2 separate regions of the Zea mays genome follow, and region 2 is linked to region 1. The links are chromatin contacts, called in public Hi-C maps. All regions are on one chromosome and are shown on one strand. The core of a region is the stretch at or near the end of the contact, and the rest is flanking DNA. Distances in the headings are between cores, read along the strand shown. Region 1 has its middle 120 kb from the start of LOC118472046. Region 2 has its middle 130 kb from the start of LOC100280217.

What was found. Hi-C and Micro-C count contacts between places; a contact is called where the count stands out from the background.
Region 2: a contact with region 1 is called in a Hi-C map of tassel, with 6 times the contacts expected there. The contact joins two enhancer-like sites. A contact is called at or near these places in 3 of 25 Hi-C or Micro-C datasets (ear and tassel).

Annotation. Positions count from the first base shown.
Region 1 is chr5:112,554,727-112,559,205 of Zm-B73-REFERENCE-NAM-5.0, reverse strand. No RefSeq gene overlaps it. Among protein-coding and RNA genes, the nearest start is that of LOC118472046, 120 kb to the right of the region's middle. Within about 2 kb of position 1,800, at least 11 of the 20 cell types and tissues checked have an H3K27ac peak or open chromatin away from gene starts, as enhancers often do. A contact at or near this core is called in ear and tassel, where this site is marked.
Region 2 is chr5:112,759,069-112,763,557 of Zm-B73-REFERENCE-NAM-5.0, reverse strand. No RefSeq gene overlaps it. Among protein-coding and RNA genes, the nearest start is that of LOC100280217, 130 kb to the left of the region's middle. Within about 2 kb of position 3,042, at least 20 of the 20 cell types and tissues checked have an H3K27ac peak or open chromatin away from gene starts, as enhancers often do. A contact at or near this core is called in ear and tassel, where this site is marked.

The DNA of each region.
Region 1 (4,479 bases), core at 551-3,050:
TGAGGTCCTGGGACAAGGGATACCCTGGCATAAGCAAGGGTCCGGTACTGACACGTGTCCAGGCCTTATCTCGTGCGCTTGCGCTCCCCGCTCAGGCGGAGTCCCGATGATGCCGCGTGGCATCTTGCCCGTGACATAAGCCAGCTGGCGGAGCCTGACGTAAGGCCTCTAGGTCGCGCGGTCTCTGCATTTATTGCGGAGAGGACGCGCCGCCTGTCCACCCTGCTGACAGGCGATGTGCCCCCTCAGCATTTAATGTGTCCTATCCACTCCGCTGGCAGGCGGCGCCAGGTCCATCCTGCAGACGGCGCACCTGTCCAATCCATTGTCAAACAGTGCGCCCGTGCTACGCGGCACACTGTGTCCATCATCCCTTGTACGAGAAGCTTCCCCTGCACGTCGATACTATGCAGATCTCGGATGTCAGGGCGCAAGGAGATTGCTCCAACAGCAAACATTAGTGGCTCCAAGTGCTACATCCGTTATGTTCCTGGGCCCACATGTCGGGGCTCAGTACCCTTGTGCATACCCCCTGAGCTATAAAAGGGGAGGCATGCAACGTTACAACACAAGCTCACTAGCACTCAGGCTCACTAGCACTCAGGCTCACTAGCACTCAAGCTCACGAGCACTCAAGCTCTCTTAGACTCTTAACTCTCAAGCTTCCACAGCAATCCAATACACAGTGGAGTAGGGTGTTACGCTCCGGCGGCCCGAACCACTCTAAATCCTCGTGTGTTCATGTGCTCAACGATTGCTTAGCAGGACAGGCAAAACGCTTAAGCCCCTTCCTCATCTTAGGATTTAGGGCGGGTGCATTCCGCCACCTGGCCGGAGAATTCCCTCTCCGACAAGTATACTCCTTATTTTTTCCATAGGGTTTTGAAGGAGAACAATATCTTGGAAGAACAGCTGAAGGATGATCAAATGAAGTTAGAATCGATCAAGGGGGAGTGTTGGAAAATAAACATGTCGTCAATTCTCCAAGTGGTGGCGGTGATCTCAGCAAAGGACATGTCTCTTGGTTTGCACCCCTCCATGTGTATATATATGTAATCACCCTTCAACAATGAACAGTGGCTGTCATTTGATTCCCTCGATCTCATTTTTATTACAATACAATAAAAACAATGTGGAACTACTCTCCGGCTGACTCAAGGACAAGACAGATATCGAGAAACGTTTCTTGACTGTAATGTTTCACAGTTATCCTCTTTGCTGTGTTTCTCAGGATTATAATAAGAATCAGAACCGATTCAGATAGCCAAACGACGCTAGTATTTAGACACCGATCTATGTGCAGCCAACTAGAGTACTTCCTGCTTCCCACCGTTCTAGAAAGAATGCAATTCTAATATATTGCGGTGCTTTAATATCTTATAAGTATAATCAATTATAGATAAAAATATATTGACATTTACAATATAAATTATATAGATAAATTATATTAAACTAATCACAAAATGTATTTTTACGAAACTATAAATATAAATGCAGAGACAATCGAGAGGGAGGAGGGGTTTACTTTTGGGTGGGGGTGGACACGGACACGGACACGACCAGGCCGGGACCAGGCGACGCCCTGGCGCCCCTCCCTGCCCCTCCTCTGCCACGACATGGACATTCACCAGCCACTGGCGCCTGCCGCTTGCTGCCCCTGCCATGCCAGCCAGCGTAACGAACCTCTTGAATGATGGCACTGCCGCTGCCGTCGCGTCGCGCGCGTCGCGTAGCGTAGCGTAGCGTTGCTTTGTATCGTGTGCCGGCTGGCGCCCTGCCTGGCTGCCTGCCCCTGCATGGGCTTTCCGCTAGGCGCATGGCGCTGGCCGCGGGCCGCCTCCATCCGCTCCGCTCCGCCGCAGCCAGCAGATGCTCTGCTCTGATGAATATCTCTCGGATCGCTGACGCAACATAAAGCAACACGCACCAGAGGGCCCGTACGCGTACGTTTCCGTGCTGTGCTTGCATGGCTGCCTGCTGCCTGCCTTACGTCTTCAGTGCTTCTGGCTGGCGGTGAATGGAGGATCATGGCACAAGTACTACCTGGTCATGCCCACATGAATCTTCTGTTCATCTCTACGGTACTCGACTAGCGGTAAATGTGTAGTTTTCTGCTGCACTGCACCTGATGATAAGACAGTAGAGAGGCACAGCCTGCTAATCTGCTATGTCAGGAGTATGTGTATGTGTGCGCGCATTTGCACCAACTCATCCTCATCCTTGTGCCATGGAAAAGAAAAGCTGGCTGCATCACTCCTGCAGTGCAGCCATGACCACATACATGGCTCTGACTCTGAGCCATGCATTCATGAGAGGTTGCATTTGCACTCCATATATTTCTTAACCGCGTGCCTCCAGGTACGTACCGGCGGTACGCTGGCATGGCGACATGCATGCCGGTGGCGGGAAATGAAATGAACTGGGCAACTCGATGGCATGCACGACAAACGTCGCCGCGCACAAGATCTGATGGATCGATCGGCTGCGGTCGGTCGGTGGTACACGGTTATGTATGCAACGCCATGCCCCAAGCCCGGCCACAACAGCTAGCGGCTGCTGCTCTTGCAGTAGCCGCCGCCAGCCTCTCATGTGCTGCGCATGTGATGGTCCATATCATGGACGGTACACAGATAGAGCTAAACGAGTACCACTGCTTGGTGCTAGCAATACCCATGCCGTAGTACCCTGCATGGAGATTGGAGAGAGAAGGACGCAGCAGCGCTGCCATGTCCTTGGCCCTCCGGCCGCTACCAGCCATATGGCATGGCAATGGCATCCATCAATCCAACGACATCTCTCTCTCTCTCTCTCTCTCTCTCAATAATTCAGCTTCCACCCTTGATCCTAGTGTAGCGTGCCTCCCTTTCGCCAGTAGCGAGCGAGAGTGATGGCGTTGGCGACAGTAGCTCAGCCCAGCGCGGGTACAGTACAGAAGCAGCCAGCCTTGCTATTGCTGCGACCCTGCGTGCCTCCACATTTTATTGCCCTCTGGATCGATCACATCCTGCCCTGCACAAGCTTGGCGTTTTGGCAGCCGCAGCCTTGCCTTTTCGGTAGGAGTAGTAGTGCCCACCAGATTTGCAGCAGATGCGCGATGTGCTGTCCGTCCTTCCCCCCCTCCTGTGCCTCAGTGCTCTGACGCTCTCGAGTCCGATCTGGTGACGAGCCAGCGCTTTGCTTCAGTTAAAGATTCCTGCGCCATCGCACAGCACTGGCCAGGTGCAAATGTGCAATGGCAGCTCAGCAGGCTGTGCTGTGCACTGCACTGCACTGCAGATGTTAACGTCCAGTGTGATGAGTGCAGATGTTAACTGCCACTCCATGCCCGTGTTGCAGCTGGCCTGATTAACTAACTAACTAACTAATTGACTGACTAATAAAAGTAGGCAAGCATATATATGGTGGCACCGCAGACACAAATCTAGGGTGGCAAGCATTCCATCCATCCATTGGAAACCTGGAACCTACTACTAGTTGTCCATCTCCAGCATCAATGTCTGTTACAATCAAAAAGACGGAGTCGCATCGATCGAGAAGAAGAAGAAAAATATCTTATCGCTCGCGTTAGTGATTAATTAGGTTCTGTAATCTCTGGCCTTGTAATTGTAAACTACCAGATTTCCCTCCCTAGAAGAGCAAGTTGTGGCACAAAGCCAGATGCTATAGTATATCACTATATCTCGAGATATAATAGTATATATGCAGTATAGCAGTATGGTACGGATCCTTTTCATTCCGTAGGATTGCCGATTGCAGCAGTGCGGAGCTCTGTTTTTAAATTCAAATCGTTGGAGCAAAGCAGACGCTTTTGCTGCTCTGCTCTTTCCGGGGCAGATTCATCGGCACAAATCAGGGACCTAGCTCACTACCACTAGCTGAGAAGATGGAGCATGGCATGGCATGGCATGGCATCAGTGTATGTGGAGAGGGATTTCCCTGGGGCCCTGTGCCGCCGTGCCATTACCTAGTGGAGATCGATCGTAATCAAGTGGTTAGCGTCTCATGTGGCCTATTAATTGGGCCTCGGATGTCTCTCATGCCGAGCTGGAAACCATGAGGGGTGGGTGCAGCGCCCGAGCCGACCTTGTGTCATGCCCGCTTGGCGCCATGTGCCCAGAGGACCCTTCCTTATTCTGTGGGCAACGGGGGGATCGGCGCCGCTGCCGGCCGCTACCAACAGCTGCATGGCCGGACGTCTGTCTGGCACATACAAAGAGCCATTGTGGTTTCTTGTTCAGTTCAGGTAGTTACCGGAACCAAATTTCTACTAGTACTGTGGATGGACACTGCATCGGTTGATTAAAGCTCGCCGAGCAGCCGCCCCGATGCGCAGGCCGGCTTCTCTGCAATCTAGGAAGAGCTAGCCATGGATGTTGCTCCGGGGATGTGAAAAAAAAACAATTGATTTGGGATCTCGATCGACTTCCTCGAGAGCAGCAGCGGTGAATTAAATTTGTATTCGCCGATGCAGCCACGGGT
Region 2 (4,489 bases), core at 1,793-4,292, 200 kb before region 1:
AGATAAAATCTCATTATTTTGGATTAGATCCTAGTTGTTACTTTAGGATGAGATAAGTAAAGCTGTTAGGATAAGATGATTCCTTCAAGATAAGATGAATCCATTAAGATAAGAGGGAGTCTTTTAAGATAAGATGGATCTATTAGGCTTGATATATTCTAGTGGGGGTATTCTTAGTTGGTCTAGTTTATCTTATAAACAATTTATGAGGATAAGGTAATTTTTTAACATAAGACGAACCTATTATGGTAAGATAGATTTTTTTTACCTCAACTTAAAGGATTCTATCTAAAATAGATACACTTTAATGGAGGATAATCTAGGTTGTTTAGTTATCTTATGAATTTTATTTATTTATATTTATGCCTATACGTATATGTAGATATAATTGTGGACATTACTCCACAACTCATCATACTTAATCAAAGATCCAAATCAGACAAATATCATAAGAACAAGCATTCAAGCATATAGATACTTATAAAAATAGTTTTGTTTTTGTTCCTAAGATTAGGTCTCCTAATCCTAAAGGTCACTCTAGGTACAGGATTTCAAAGTGTGAAATTCACTTTTGTTTTTAGAAGTGAAAAGGGTAAGAATAATCAGAGTAAAGCGGAAATAGATGAGAAAAGATTAAGAAAAGTTTAGAAAAGAATCAGAGTAGTAAAGGTAAGTAGATAATGGTTGTCTAGTTCTATCTAGGTTTCGTCCTACAGTCAACATTCCTCTGATACCACTTCTGTCAGACCCGGGTTTTAGGGACCCGGGCGCGAACATAATCACCAGGTGTGCCGGGACCAAGTCTCACACATATGATGAATCAAGGTACAGAAACGAATTTTACAACTTTACTATATAATCGGAGTTCTGTACAAAATAAATAAAAAATTACATCGTAAGGAGACAACGATCCAACAACCTAAAGTTGACTGGGAGACGATGACCTAGACCTCTCACGAACACATCACAACATCCTCCATGCGCCTCATCCTGTGGTACCTGTTCCTGACCTGTGGGGGGTGTGAGACAGCAAGGGTGAGCTCACATATGTTCATCGCTCAACAAGTTGTGGGGAATAATGTGCATGAACTCACCAAAGGCGGGAGTTCATGTGAAGTGTAAGGCTAATCAATAATAGGGCTTAAAGCTGAGCATTGCTTTTAATAAGTTGGTCAATTTTTTATTAGCAGTTACTAAATGTAAGTAAATACCAAATCATAATAATAATAGAACAAAATTAATAATAAATCCCATGCAATGCAAATGACAAATTGAATTAGTTCCATAATTCAATCATGCGAGAGTCCTGAGCTGCTCATGGCCGCGAGCATGGCTAGTATACCAATTTTACACTCTGCAGAGGTTGTACCCTGTACCCACAAGTCGTGTATCCCATCTCGCCAGGGTTTGCAAGGCCCTTAGACACTTCCGAGGTGAATGGCTAGGGATCCACTACGAGGCCTATACAAAGTTCCACTAGCTTCAGAAAACCCGCTACAGTTTCTAGGAAGAGCAATGCAGGAATCCCCCGTCTGATCGCCATCGCAGCAAAATCAACCCGGTAACCTCCCTACACGCCTACTCCCCTACTGCCCTTGCCTCTATTAGGTAGGTAGTCCTCCACTAGCTTTCCTAGTTAGTCAGCCAAGGGCGTCCCATGTCACCCTTGTGGTGGCACGTGTTTACTGTATGGTAAATATTCATATCAAGCTAACGCGACTTGAACGGACCAAATCAGAATTAGAACGAAGAAGTTATGGATTTCCGGAGTTTTAAATGTTGGATTAAAAGAAACTAAGTGTATAACTTCTAATATATGTTTATAACAACACAAGGTTACTAGATGATAAACAATATTATTATGAATTCAACGCAACTGGAATGGATCAAAAATGAATTAAAATAATTTTTCTATGAATTAAACAATATTCTAGAATTATTTCTATATTGGAAACCATTTTCTAAATTGTTTTATTCATTTTAGGTGCTCACTGGGCTGCTGGCATAAATACCAGTAAACACAGGGTTTAGTTCACAAATTTCTGGGTCCAGGTGCAATTACTTTACCACAGGTGTGGACGGTAGGTTGAATGTATGAAAACCCAGGGTCTCTTTTGCAAGACACACTGGTCAAAGGGGTATCAGACGATCCTAGCCGTCCGATCGGTGGCACAAGGTCAGGATTAGGTTCCATATAACTCTAACTGGTAAGCAACCGGAACCGTCCAATTTCAAATCGAGGGCTACGATCGCATCGACCGAACGAGTTCCTTATCTTTAATCCTAACCACTCAATGCATTTCCCAACGGTTACGATCTATTCCCGAACCGGTATCTCGTTGATTGGATCACAAACGTTGAATAGGATCCAACGGTCATCTGCAACCCTAGTACGCTTGCACCACACCGGACGCGAACAGCGGCGGCGCCAGCCACCCTACGGTGGTGCCATTACCGGTGCACGGCCGCCTGCCGATCTGAGCACAAATCCTCAAATCCAAGGGACGGTAGACGGAGCAGAGATGAAGGCGAGCCATACAGAGGCGTTCTCACCGTCGATGGTGACGAGGATGAGGTTGTCGACGCGGTACGACAGAACAGCGGCGACGGAGGCGTGCTGATGAGAAATTCCCTTCCCCTTGCCCACCGATTTGGCCAGCTGAGACCACTGATATCAACCCCACGGCCTGGTGAAGCACCCAGGCGACCGTCGTGACCCGAGCGCCTGTGCAGACGAAGATCCCCAGCAGCGGCACCGGCGGCACCCAATCCTTGTCCACAGCAAGGATGCACAAAGTTTTGCCCGATCCACGCGGTTGTAGCCAAGAAGGGAAGGCAGTGCATTGTTTTATAATCGGGCGAAGCCCGATTCCGAGGTCAGAGGGATCCCAGCACCTGCCTCCCACCCATATCGGCGAGCAGCGCGGGATTTGTTACCATCCTGAGCTTGAGGAGAACACTGACAAACATGACCCACACGACAGTGATAGTAGGAGCGCGTGGATGGGGAACCGCGGATGACGAGGCGGGCCCATCAGTTACTGGCGCGGAGGTGGCCACAGGGCTGGCACGATGATGGTCTGTCATGGGCGTGATGAGGCAGACAGGCCGGTCTCGCTTGTCGGCGTGGAGTTGACGCGCGTGCGTGGGCCACCAGATGAGAAGATTGGGCAGGTAGGGGAAATTTGGCCCATTCGGCCATTTTCACTTTTTTCAGTTTTCTATTTCTTTCAAGTTTGAATATGGTTTAAATTAAGTTTTAAATCTGGGTTTCCAGTTTTCTAATTCCTAATAAATGCACAGTCAAAACTTCAACATGAATGCATGAATATACTTTTATTAATCTATTTATTATTTTATTTATGAAAATGATTTTAAATATTGTATTTTTTATGAAAGTAATTTCTAATATATAACTTATGTTAATTTAGACACTTCAAGGAAGTATTTATAAATACATTACTCATATAAGGGTTTTTATATAGTCTCCTAAAAGAACGTTTATTTAAAGAAAATATGCCTCTTTTAATAAGATACATAATTAAAATGACTCCTTTATTATTTCTCAACTGACTAGGGTTTTAGGAGCTAGATTCCGGGGTTTACATATGTGAAGACGTTGCGACACATCTGGTCCTCGAGAATCTTTTTGGTGAGACAGGAGAATGTTGAGCTGGCGTTTTTGAGCCCTTCGGGCATCCGCATGAAGCAGTACGTGCCAAAGGGTGTAATGAAACTTGTGCTAGCCTTGTCTTCTTTTTTCTTGTAGATTTGATGGTAACCTGAGAAGGAATCTAGAAGAGACATGACTTCGCAGCCAGCTGCAGAATCGACGATCTTGTCGATTCGTGGTAGAGGAAAGTTGTCCTTGGGCATGCTTTGTTGAGGCTAGTGAAATCAATGCACATTCGCCATTTCCCGTTTTTCTTCTAATCCATGACAACGTTGGCGAGCTAGGTGGGGTAAGCTATTGTCTCGATAAACTTTGCTTCCAATAAACGGTGCACCTTGGTCTTTGCTGCTTCTGTTTTTTCATCGGACATTTTCCTTAACCGCTGCTTCCTTGGGTGCACCGAGGGGTCGATGCCCTGGCTATGTTCTATGATGGTGCGGCTGACCCCAACTAGATCAAGAGCGAACTAGGCAAAGACGTCCTTGTTGCGGTTGAGACAGGAGAGAAGTCTTTCTTCTTCATTTGTTGAAAGGTCTTCGCTGATCAAGACGATTTGCTTGGGGGTTGTGGGATCAAGGGTGACCGTCTTGGTTCCCTCGTTGCTCTGCAGTTGGATGTTGACTTTTTTGTTTTTAGCTGGGCGAGGATTGTTGTTGTCTTCATGCTCTGCTATTAGGCAGTGAACATTGCGCTATCCTGGGACGAAGTCTCTTTCTATATTCTGTGTTGCTTGATGGTCTCCATACACTATGGTCACGCCTCAAACTTATTGATGGATCCATGCCCCATTATGGCGTTGTAAGGATAGACCATGTC